Regions from separate parts of the Ctenopharyngodon idella genome. Here region 1 is linked to region 2. A link is a contact called in public Hi-C data. All regions are on one chromosome and are shown on one strand. Each heading gives the region's core, a stretch centred on a gene start, on an enhancer-like site or on the middle of the called end of the contact. The rest is flanking DNA. Distances are from core to core; before and after follow the strand shown. Region 1 holds the start of cep126 (centrosomal protein 126). Region 2 holds the start of nucb2b (nucleobindin 2b).

What was found. Hi-C and Micro-C count contacts between places; a contact is called where the count stands out from the background.
Region 1: a contact with region 2 is called in a Hi-C map of muscle, with 7 times the contacts expected there. The contact joins the promoter of cep126 here to the promoter of nucb2b in region 2. A contact is called at or near these places in 2 of 2 Hi-C or Micro-C datasets (both in muscle).

The regions. Positions count from the first base shown.
Region 1 is chr18:18,499,902-18,506,513 of HZGC01, forward strand. cep126 (centrosomal protein 126) reads left to right here and starts at 5,250. Exons shown (of 12, transcript XM_051871320.1): 1 at 5,250-5,674; 2 at 5,963-6,082. The coding sequence starts at 5,643.
Region 2 is chr18:18,148,777-18,155,621 of HZGC01, forward strand. nucb2b (nucleobindin 2b) reads right to left here and starts at 4,461. Exons shown (of 13, transcript XM_051871329.1): 1 at 4,298-4,461; 2 at 2,061-2,186; 3 at 1,627-1,734; 4 at 1,405-1,537; 5 at 1,058-1,161. The coding sequence starts at 2,186.

The DNA of each region.
Region 1 (6,612 bases), core at 4,000-6,499, 350 kb after region 2:
CTCTGCTGGCTTTACAAAAAGAACTGGTAGGTGTGATTCAGAGCGACTAGTCATACAGATCCTTACAAACTTTATAACCCTTGTGCATTTACCACATTCCTCAAGTTCACAAAATAAACTAGAATCTGGACATATCTTTGAGGCAACTGCAAGCAGGCAGGTATACACTCACCAGCCAATTTATTACCTGTTCAACTGCTTGTTAATGCAAATATCTAATCAGCCAATCACACATAAACTTAAAGGGGACCTATAATGCCCCTTTTATAAGTTGTAATATAAGTCTCTGGTGTCTCCAGAATGTGTCTGAAGTTTCAGCTCAAAATACCCCACAGATCATTTATTATAGCTCGTCAAATTTGCCCCTATTTGGGTGTAAGCAAAAACACGCCGTTTTTGTGTGTGTCCCTTTAAATGCAAATGAGCTGCTGCTCCTGGCCGCTTTAAGAAGAGGGCGGAGCTTTAACAGCTCGCGCTTCGGTTGCTCAACAACAACAAAGCTGGAGAATCTCACGCAGCCAAAATGAGGATTGTCAGTAACGGTGTTCAGCCTTACATTGTTCAAACCGGAGTCGGACACTGATGGAGAGACTCAGGAAGAAGTTACAACTTTTAGAATGAAACTGGAAGTTTCTGGTTAGTGGATAAATTTATGTGGTGTGGAGTTGATTCAACTCGTTGACTAGCATGTGCCGTCATGTTAATCTGTTGTGCAAATCCAGCGTTGAATTGATACTCGTATGTGAAGCAGTCCAGCGTAAAATGACGGCATGGTAACAACACTCTACTATAACAACTCTTCCTCTTCTCTAAAGCAGCAAAACATGGCCTCACCCCCTTTGTTGCGTGTTCTCGGGGGCAGGGTTTATGTAAATTTTAGGGTTAGTGATGTCACTAGACTCAAATGGCCTCCACAGTCCCCAGATCTCAATCCAGTAGAGCATCTTTGGAATGTGGTGGAACGGGAGATTCGCATCTTGGATGTGCAGCCAACAAATCTGCAGCAACTGTGATGTTATCATGACAATGTTGACCAAAATCTCTTAGGAATGTTTCCAGCACCTTGCTGAATCTATTCCATAAAGAATTAAGGCAGTTCTGAAGGCAAAAGGAGGTACTAGGTACAAGGTGTACCTAATAAAGTACTGATGAGTGTGGCCTTCAGGTTCTACATTAATTATTCTGCCTCTCCAGGCTTCTTCATTTGATGACTTTGTAATGCTAATAAATGAAAGCTTTCAAAGATAAGACCATTACTCTCTGTACAAAATGCAGAAAGTTTTCCTCACGGCAATGTGAAGTTTTGAAGCTTTGACCAATATCATTGAGTGAAATTTCACTAGGAGACTCATTATTTCACCTCATCAGATTATCATATGCTGAAGCCCAGAAGGCAACTCTGCTTTCAGTGAAACAGTGTGTACCAACCATGCAGTTATTCACCTAACGCATTTCTGTAATTGGCTAAATAAAAGATGAGGTTTTGTAATGGTATTGTCTCACAATCAGATTAGACTTTAAATAACAAACCTATAAGAGGAAATGTTCATTCTGAAGACGGGAAAAGAATTTCTGTTTGGAGCTTTGCATGAAATGTCATAATGATCATTCCTTAGAGACTACTATTGATTTAAAGGGATAGTTCACCCAAAAGTTAAAGTTATGTTATCATTTGCTTACACAGGTATTTTGATTTTTTTTTTAATTTTTGTGTGCACAATGAAAGTTGATGGGGTCCAATGTTTTTTATTACATAGACAAGAAACATTTTTCAAAATACTTTCTTTTGTGTTCCACAGAAGAAATTAAGTCATACAGGTTTGGAACAGTATGACGGTGAGTAAATACTGACAAAAGTTGGGTGAACGATCTTTTTTAATGAGTGATGATGACTTTACATTTTGTATACTGCACCAATATTAAAGTTACCATGAAATCAAAATGGACAGTTATTATTTTTTAATGGAATATTGCAGTATTTATTATAAATTATTTATCCATGCATATTATTTTTTAATTCAACTGGCATCATAAATGTTTTTCGCCGTGAAGGCAGGACAACCTGTCACTCAAATGAAATCCACCAATAGCAAACCACAACCATCCAATCAATTCCCCATGGAAAAAAAATAAAGTCCCGCCCTACATTATTTCTTGTTCTAGATGCCATTTTACTCGGATATATATCACAATAGAGAAGAAAAGACTATCGCAGCTTCCGTTTCATGCTGACTTTAACTAACTGTATGTGTCTATTTTGTTCAATAACCAGACTCTAGAGACTAGGGCTCATTGAAAAAACAATTAATTTGCTAATTTTGTGCCCCATTATTGTTTTACTATTTCAATTTTGCTGAAAAGTCTTCCATTGTGACAACTTGCCTCATATAGTCTAACAAAATGCCCTATATTGGGGGCATGTTGTCACTAAAGGTCAACATGTGTTCAGCTGTATCTTTTTCTTTTCTTCCTGGACATTAAAGGTTGAAATGTTCAATAGCTTTGTTGTAGCTAAGACTTCTACAGAAATTGGCTTTCAAAAATAAAGGGAAAAGTGTGACAACTAGCCCCAGTCTCCACTATTTACTCCCAGATTATACCTTCTCAAAAATGGGGAGAAAATCAGTGCGTTTTGAACCGAGCATTGAGAGTACTGGTGTTGTGCTGAATTTCGACCCCCTGCCAGATTATTACACCCCTAGTATTGGTAGGTTTAGGAGTAGGGGAGGGGTTAGGATTAGGGGTGGGGTTAAGATTAGGCAATCAGGTAGCGACTTCAACAAGGGGGGTAATAATTTGGCAGGGGGTCGAAATTCGGCACAACAGCACTTTTATTTTTCTACTTCAAGCGCTGGAGAAATTCATCCTTTATAAACACAGTCCAATCGAAAACTGGTTATGTCGTGTTTTACTGAACAAAGAGAGGGCCAATCAATCCTAGACGATGCAGTTTGTGAGACACTTTTTGTGACACGTCAGCCACCCGTCTGGGAGAAATGATCACTCATGTTACCCTGAGGGCCACAATAAAAGGGAGGAAAGCTGGCTTTCACTGTCAGACTACTGAAGCACTTTCCTCCTCAGATGACAGTTCGACACAATTGTACTAGCAAAATATATCTGACCCCCATCTCTCCAGACAGACTCTCTTTCCCACACATACACACACATTTACCCACCCACGATTTTAGAACAAAAAAGGGACAACAGCGCCCTCTAGAGCAGAAACGGGTACAAAGCCATCAGTTAAGTGGCATTAATGGTGCATTAACGTCTCCTGCTGGAGGAAATGACACAACATTACTTCAGTTTCAGACTCAGTTCAGTCCCTTAAGATGAAAGAGGGCCGATATTCTCAAGGGGTTTTGCCAGGTTTGTAATGCGTTAATGTGTGTTAATATCAGGATTGTATAAGCAGCTTTAATCCCTATGCGGTGTGGAAGAGCACTTCTGTGGCAGCATACATTTCACACCCTCAGTGTTTCATTGTGACTGTAAATCCGGATCAGAGAGGATGTCTCACAGTAACTGGATTACAGAGATCTGGATTACATTTGTCCTCCACATGCTTAGCCTGGGTTTATTATTTGCTTAGTACAAACAGGGGTTCAAGAGGGAAATAGAAGCTACAAGAACCTGGGAGCCAGTGTAAGTCATATTAATTCATTTCAGATCCCTTGTAAACACCAGCTTAACTGTGGCAACAAAGCATATGGCTGATAAAAGATCACCAGTGTAAGATCAAATATTACAGAGGAACTTTTGTTTTACTCTTTGCAGCCATTCAAAATTTATCCATACTTTATTTGTAGATAGGCTTGAAAGTATGTGCCATAATCTAATGACAGACTATAACCAAAGACCCTTTAAGACAAATAAATAGGGAAACATCAAATTCTCCAAAGCTCTTCGCCTAACTTTCGATTAAATTTCATATTTGAAATCACCAATGAAATCTGACAACAACTATCCCATAAATTTTGTTTCTAAACGCTCGAATCATGACAAAAAAACAGCATTTTTTTAAGGCTGGATCAAGCTAATGCGCATGCGCACTCCTAAGTGCGCGTCTCTATAGTAAATGTGCGTCTAACTGTTTCTATAGGAACCGGAGCTTCTAACGGCCGCAGCAGTGATGCGATGACTTTACCAATCGGCAATTGGCTCTTATTTAGGAGGCGGGACTTATTCCGCCATATTGTGCGTTGCACTTTCTCCCATTCATAAAAATACGAGTGCACCGTCTTACAGTCCTGTGCGGATCCTTGACAGCTAGAGAGGCCGTGGTTTAAAAGAGGTTGTGTCATGTTGGAAGAACCATGCCGGAACAGGTCGACACGGCTTCTCAGCTGCTTACATTTGCAGCCTAACATCTCAACCCAGCAGTTTCACTTCAATTCACACTCTGCCACGGCTGTGACAGGCAGGATGTGGACCTGCAATTCACAACTTCAGTTAAGTGACCTAAAGCAGTTAATGTGAGAAAAATCTTCAATTAGGCCTACAGAAGAACGAGTTTGAACTGACTCTAACGGATGGAAACCTTATAGTTCATCCAAAAATGACAATTCTGTCATCATTTACTCACCCTCAAGTTGTTCCAAACCTGATTTTCTTTCTTCTGCTGAACAGAAAAGAAGATATTTTGAAGAATATGGGTAACCAAACAGTTGATGGACCCCATTGACTTCCATAGCACGGGAAAAAAAATACTATGGAAGTCAATGGGGCTCATCAGCTGTTGGGTTGCCGACATTCTTCAAAATATCTTCTTTTGTCTTCAGCAATTCATACAGGTTTGGAACAACTTGAGAGTGAGTAAATGATGACAGAATACATTTCATTTTTGTGTGAACTATCCCTTTAATAACACGTGAATCGTTCTTTTGAATGGGATCTTTTCAACAATTATTAATACAAAAACACAAACTATAATAAACATTATAATGTGCTTGGTAAACATTTTTATCATGCCACGCAGGAATACCAAGGATTACGCAATGACGTAATTGCGTGACGACGCAAAGAATCTCAATTTTTAACCGGTTCTTTTAAACGGACTGTTTGAGAGAACCGATTCACGTAAATGAGTCGAACGTCCCTTCATGTTGCCTTTTGCATGCAAAATGTGGCACTTACCGACGAAACCTGTTGGATATTCACATCCAGCAGGTGGCAGCAGTGTAGTGCGTCCACTTGGAGATCAGTCGCTTGTGATACACGTGACCACGCCTCCACCGCGAGTTTGTGTCAGTTGTCAAGGAAGCGCGTCGATGGTTACCGACATGGCGTAACTGTTTCAGCGGTAGCGAACGACGATAAATTCTTACCTCTGCCTGCTTTAATTTAAAACAATGCCAAGATAGTTATGCACTCTGGCTGGGTCTAGATGAATCAAGTATCAAACTACAGGAAGTTATAAAGTCAGTTAATTTGCGCTGTATTTAGCTGTCGCACTGGCTGGCCAGTCTTCACTCTCATTCTTCAGAGCACCAATATTTTACCAAAGCAGATAAATTCTGGTTTTGCCAGCTATGTTATTGCGTGCTCGTTCCGACATTAATAGGATGCAGCTTTTGTTGTATGGATGAGAACTGTGGTGTGTTGAGACCTGTCATCAGCTTGTCGTCTTGATATTAGGGATGCCAGTCCTGGAGGACACACTTTACTACTCGTATCCTTTTCCTTGTGTGAATTACCAGCGTAAATGTAAGGTGGTTGTTCTCATAGTTATCTCATATTAATCGTGCATATAGACACCATGGCTGACCAATCGGCAAGGATCCGGATTTTTTGCTTTCATATATATTAATAGTGTTAATAAGCATTCATGTCATATTCTATTATGTTTAGATATTAGTTATATGTTTGTGTTTACTTTTGTCATTGTTATGTGCTGTACATATCATCAGATGATGTTTTATTCTAAAATTATACCTTCCTTGACTTTGCATCACATTAGGAACATTAGATCAGGTTTACATGGAGAGACTGAAAATGAAAGGGAGGTGCTGGTACAAGAACAGAGGTACTGTCGAGCTCGGGCTCGCAAGCTTTCCCTGGAAACTAATCGCAGACGAAGGTAAGTGTGTCACAAAATTAATCAGATTTTACTTTGACTTACTGTGTAGAAAACCTTGAGTGATTATATATTTGGGAGATCGACTAATTTACATGAATGTTTTTCAGCATCCAGATCTTCATGTCTATAAGGGGAAAGTATACTTTTAGATGCTATAACATTTTGTTTTCTTTTAATCAAATTTTTTATTTTATGATTTCATTTCAAATGTTATGCCAAATTAATCTTTAAACGCATAAATATGGTATCTAAAAAATTTAATTAAAACTTAAAAATTTGGTTACACTTTATTTTAATGGTCCACTTTAGACATTCTACTAACTATAAGTAACCTTGCAACTACGTGTCACCTAATTCTCATTAGGGTATTAGTAGACTGTTAGGTTATAGGGTTCGGGTTAGAATAAATTGACATGTAGTTGCGAAGGTAGCCTAATTATAGTCAGAAGAATGTCTGTTGGGAGCATCAAAACAAAGTGTTAGTAGATATTAAGCAGACGGTCTACTAATACTGTAATAATGAGAGTTAG
Region 2 (6,845 bases), core at 3,211-5,710:
TTTAACCACAAATTCTCGTTTTGCACTGCTCTGCGATGCGCCTCGAATTACATTATCACGTTGGAAAGGTCACGCATGACGTAGGCGGAAGTACCGCGATAGGGTGAAAAACTCCCATCTCTTTTTCTCCTCCAACTTCAAAATCATTAGAAATTGTTGTTTTACCTTTTTTTGTAAAGGGTGTTTGACTGGTCTTTGCACGTTCGCTGGATTGGTACTTCCTCCTACGTCACGCGTGACCTTTCCAACATGATTACGTAATGTGTGACACGTTGCAGAGCAGTGCAAGACGAGCATTTGTGGTTAAAAAGTATATACATTTTTATTTTATTTTTTTAGAAAATGACTGATCGTTTCGCTAGAGAAGACCCTTATCCCTCATCTGGGATCATGTAGAGTCCTTTGAAGCTGCACTGAAACTGCAATTTGGATCCGTAGAAGTCCACTATATGGAGAAAAATCCTGGAATGTTTTCCTCAAAAACCTTAATTTCATTTCGACTGAAGAAGGAAAGACATAAACATCTTGGATGACATGGGGGTGAGTAAACTTTCAGGAAATTTTAATTCTGAAGAAAAGTAATCCTTTAAGCCACCAAAGTGAAAATGTACATTTTCATATCCAAAGCAACTTACAATGCATTCAGGGTGTACATGTTATATACAGTTTATGCATTCCATGAGATTCGAACCCATAAGCTTGGTGTTGCTAGCATCATGCTGTACTGTTTGAGCTACAGGAATAATATTAAAAGATTTCTGTGACAAGTGCAGTTTCACAGAGAGATAGAGACTGGCTCTTCTCGTATGATGCTGTTTGCGATAAATTACCTGCATTTTTTGTCACAAATACGGAAGGAGAAACAGCTAAATCAATAAAATCCCTTTGACTTCGGGAAAATATTTTATTTTTAAATATATAATCTGGTAGTAAATATTTATAACCAGTAAATTTTCACCTGCCAAAAATGTACTTTTATGCCCCAAGCACAAATGTGTGACAACATTTATTAGTGAGTGTAGAATGAAACCAACAGGAAGTCAGATTTAGACCCTACCGATTTAATGAGGCGATCCAAGTCTTCCACCTCAAATGTGTGTGGATTCATGTGATTCAGATGCTCAAACTGTTTCAGAAGGACTTGGTGGTCCATTGCCATACCTTGAGGGAAATTGAAAGCATCTCATTTTTCATGTTTCTTGTCTTTGCAGCAGGCTAGAGTTACTGGTTTATAAAGTAAACTGTGATATGGAGAGTTTGATGAATGACACTCTCAGACACTATCCTTCCATATCTGTGCTCTCTGAGCCTGCCGGCCGTAAATGAAACAAAGAAACGAGATGGTGGAGGACATTTCACAATATGCTACTACGCAATAACAAAAACAGTTGTGCTTTGTGCTACCTTTATCTCCAGTCATGTCTTGTTTGGCTTTGATTAGGGTGCGCAGTCTGTTCACTTCTTGCCTCTTCAGCTCATCAAGTTTAGTTCTCACGTGATGGCTGACAAAGTCCAACTCTTTAGCCAGCTTCCCTTGCTGATTTCACCAAATAAGGAATTAGAGGTGTTTAGATAATCTGATTTAACCTCTGCAAAGTAAAATTGGGAAATAAAGTGCTGCAGTACCTTGATGTCTTCCATGTCTGTGTTATGAAGTTTGTCTCTGAAATGTGGGTCCTTTTCCAGGAAATCAATAACCTCCCTGAGATATCGATCATAGTGCAATCCAGTGTCCTAAATGAATTAAAATTAGATGTACACATTGAAGTAAAAAGGAGACTAGGGGAACTAAATCTTTTTAAATCTACATGATAATGAATGTTTGCAAAAGGACTGAGCAATAAAGCCAGCCTGTGTAGGTTGAACACTCCTCACATTATATATAATGCATGCTTACCAAACCTGTCTGAAGTTTTCAAACTGCATATCAGAGAGAAGCGTCACACCCATTCTAACACTAGACTTGAATGTCTCACATTGGTATAAAGACTTGTATACTAGTATAAAGTTAACTTTATAAAGTCATAATAATAAATAATGTAATAAATCATATTACTTACTTCATTTTTAGGCGGCTGCATTTCCTCTACTGAAGGGCTCACTTTGGTTTTATCTACAGCAACTGGCAGTGCATCCAAACCAGCCCACAGACACAGTATCAAACAGCAGTGTGACGGTCCCCACATCTGTGAAAGACAAGAACATCACCACTGTCATTTCTGATGTTGATAACATTGTAGAATGAATTATCTTTATTGTTATTATTATTTTTTTATTTATTGTTAGTTATTAGTATATTATTTTATGATAAAATTATATCTCAAATTATCAAGAACTATAGATAAAAATACAGAATTTTTTACATTAATATATACACTACCACTCAAAAGTTTGGGATCTGTAAGATTTTTAATGTTTTTAAAGAAGTTTCGTCTGCTCACCAAGGCTGCATTTATTTAATTAAAAACACAGTAAAAACAGTAATATTGTGAAATATTAATACAATTTAAAATAACTGAATGTTCAGCATCATTACTCCAGTCTTCAGTGTCACATGATCCTTCAGAAATCATTCTAATACGCTGATTTACTGCTCAAGAAACATTTATTGTGTACAATTGTACAAAATATTTGTGTACAATATATACATTTTTTCAGGATTCTTTGATGAATAGAAAGTTCAAAAGAACAGCGTTTATTTGAAATATAATCTTTTGTAACATTATAAATGTTTTTACTGTCACTTTTAATTGATTTAATGCATACATACTGAATAAAAGTATTAATTTCCTTAATTTCTTTTCAAAAAAATAAAAATAAAAATTCTTACTGACCCCAAACTTTTGTATAATGAAAAGCTTTGTATTTCAGATAAATGCTGTTCTATTGAACTTTCTATTCATCAAGGGATCCTGAAAAAAAGTACACAACCGTTTTCAACACTGATAATAATCATAAATGTTTCTTGAGCAGCAAATCAGCCTATTAGAATGATTTCTGAAGGATCATGTGACACTGAAGACTGGAGTAATGATGCTGAAAATTCAGCTTTGATCACAGGAATAAATTGCATTGTAAAATATATTCACAATACAATTTGTATTAAGATTTCACAATATTACTGTTTTTACTGTATTTTTAATTAAATAAATGCAGTCTTGGTGAGCAGACGAAACTTCTTTTAAAAACATTAAAAATCTTACAGATCCCAAACTTTTGAATGGTAGTATAATTATATATATATATATATATATATATATATATATATATATATATATATACAGATAAGAATATATATATTTTTAACATTTTTATAAACTTTTGAATGGTAGTATAATATATATATATATATATATATATATATATATATATATATATATATACATATACATACACACACACACACACACAGATAAAAATATATATATTTTTAAAATTTTATATATATATTTTATATTTTTATATTTTATTTATATATAAATAAAATTAAAAATTAGAAATAATATTTTATTATTATTATGCAATTATGTACAAAATTAGTACAAACATATACATCTCACAACAAATATCAAAATATAAAAAATATAAAATATACAAAAAAAAAAACGTGCATAAACAAAGAAAAAATATTGTAAAATTGTAAAACAATTAATCAACCAAATTAAAATGACATAAGCCTTTTTTTTTTTTATAATATTGTGTAAAGTAGCACCATATCGTTTAATTTATTTTATAAAATGTCCACAATTTGGCTAAGCTTTAGCCCATTTCTTTACATGAATATGATATTTTCCAAGTAAAATAATTAGTTGTATAAACAAAAGCAATTGTACTTTTAGAATCAATGGTATCATGTACAAAAACAAATATAACAAAATACAATTCAATTTGTATTAATGTTCCAGACATAAATAAATAAATGAGTCTCACCCACATTAACAGCAGGTGTCATCACTAACGGCCAATCATCATTACTAAAGTGAACAATTATATACACACTAAATCACTATCATTACGGCTATAAGTGTGTTTTCAAACAACTCCCTACAACCACAGCGTGACGTCACTAGCACGTGTAAGATAAGCCCTGTCATTCCCTGTAACAGGCAAGACATCATTTTCAATAATCACGAGCAAATAAATCCAAACTATGTGTTCAGACTGAAATCATATCGGCAATCATTAGGTACTAATGTCTTTGACCACAAAACTATATTACTCCACCATATGTCTTTAAGCATCAGTGGTAACAGCATACAGCAGCTGACATTGTAAGACGCAACAGGTGAGCACCTACCCTAAAAGATCCCCTGAGAGTAGTTTTCGCAAACTCAATGTAGCTGTCTTCGCCTGGATCAAGCCTTCAGCTAACCGCCCTGACAGTTCATTAATTTCAGCTTGTTTTACCTGATGTGTCCTAAACGCAGTTCCTTAATGTAAACCCCGCCTTCTGCGAGAGAGCCACGCCCCTCGCTCTCGTGATTGGAGAAACCGTCGCGCTTTTCCTTTGAGTTTTGAGCGCTGGTCTGCTATTGGACATGTAATCTGTCTGTCAAAAATTTCCATGGTAACATTTCAAGTACACTTGTTAGAAGAGGTACGTGGCGTTCACTAGTCCACCGTTTACGCAGCTGAGTGTCATTCACGCTTCTTTTGGCAAAACGACACAACCATTACAACGACTGTTGTGACTCAACTGTTATCTTGGTTGTGTTTGTTAAGGTGGGTTATGATGCTACATCACAGACGGAACAAATATACACAGGCACTCTTTGGTTTAGCGTAAACAATCAAATAGTTAGGAACATAACGTACTTGTAACTTACCTCAGAAATTAATTGGGCTCATAGGGCTCAAATAAAACAATTCAAAATTGTTTTTTATTTTACAGTTTGTATCTCTATGTGTCAAGTAATATGACACTTGACGGTTAGTTGATACCATTTAAAAAAATCCTGCTCACTTGAGTATTTGAAGGCCTTCTTTTCAATATTTTTCCTCAGACATTTTGTCCATTCCCTCATTATCTTTCCTCTCTGAGTCTGTTAAATGTCTGTATATTTCCCAAAAACTAGACAATAATGCACATGGTGAATGCCTTGAAATGTAGGCATTTGAAGTAGGGAATGAAGCCTTATTTTTTATTTTTGTTTGACGTTCATAATTACATTTTGATAAAAAAAGAAAGAGATTATTTTAGATTAGAGATAGATTGCTGTTGTATCTTTGTAGTAAATATAATTGTGGTAGGGTTAGTTGTAAATCATATCTTTACAATATCGACTACACATTCTTGGCTTTTAAACATTTTAGTAAAAAGATATTCTCTATCCCTTTGTAATGTCCATATCTACCCATTAGATGGCACTTAAAGTCTACCAATGGGATACTACAGCCCTTTCCTAAACATTTAGCAGGCATCAAGTGCTTTTGAGTCACTGTTCATGTAACAGTGCCGAACACAAAGACATATACGAGATTAAGTTGCTTTTTTAATGAACAAATCAATTCATTTTGATGTCTTTGTATCTGTGATCATACCACTGCCAAACTGTGTTGGATGTTTCATTGTAAGAAGACTGCTGTAGCTGTCAGGTTGTTGAAGTTTGCTTTTGCTTTGCTGCAGTCTAATGTTGTTTAGCAATGGTTGCTGTGTTGTTGTTGTTGTTTACTTCTGTTGGGTTGAGCTTGCTGAGTGTTTGGCATTTGTTCTTACTCGTTTTGTCTTAAACCTCTATAGTTGTTTTGTGAGCAGTCAGCTGTCCAGCTTAAGCATTTCTAACTTTCTAACAGCTATAAAGAATAAGACCTGGTAGGTTAGTTGGAAAGTTGCTTATTAAATTCATTAAATTAAATTATTTTATTATTTTTATTTTTTTTTTTAAACATATTTAAGATAATACTTTTTTTGGTTGTGTATTTGATGCCATCTGGATGGATTTTGCTGAGCTCTTTTTTAGTTAATGAATTAATTAGATTTTATATGCTGTATTTTCTAGGTAATGTTGTCAGGAAAATCAGCTTTATTAAGTGCAGACCACCCAATTCCATTATATCTGGATTTAAAAAAGTTAGAAAGATAATTTCAGGTACTGCTTTTGTAATACTGCAGAACGGCGTCATCTAGGTCAGTGTCACCGTTCTTATTTGTTCCCCACCTTGACTAACCCTGAGCATATGTTGTTCTCATAACCTCCTGAAAACAGCTGCTGTTTAAAGAACCTTATCTAAAGATATAGTCAATAGAGCCATCTGGTGGTTTTCGTAGATTTAATCTACGAAACAACAAAGACATTTGAGCAACATAATTAAACTGGCTGTTCCTGTGCCTGGAAATATTTGAATAAAATAAATAATGCAATATAATTTCTGAGACCACTAGTAAAATGCATCCGTTTTGCATATTTCTAATTTTATATATTTTTATTGCAATTCTGTAGTCGTTTTATAATATAAATATGTAATAGGGCTGGTTCTAAAAATATTATAAACCCCAAGAAATGATCTTTTTGTCTATGCTGCTTTTAATATTTCACAAAATATTACAGTTTTACTGTATTTTAGATCAAATAATTGCAGCCTTAAGCCTAATTGCAGACTTATTACACACTCATATGTGAAAAATGTTTGCATCTCAGTGTAAAAATTACAACCTATGCAAAGCCACTGAAAACCCAAAGTAACACATTTTAGAGAAAATAACTATAAAAATAAAAGCTTAAAATAACATAACTGCATAAGTGTGCACACCCTTTTATAATTGGATATATGGCTGTGTTCAGTTGTCTTCTTGGTTGCATGCTACTACAAGAGTTTACGAAGCATCAGTGGGATCTCATTGTTGA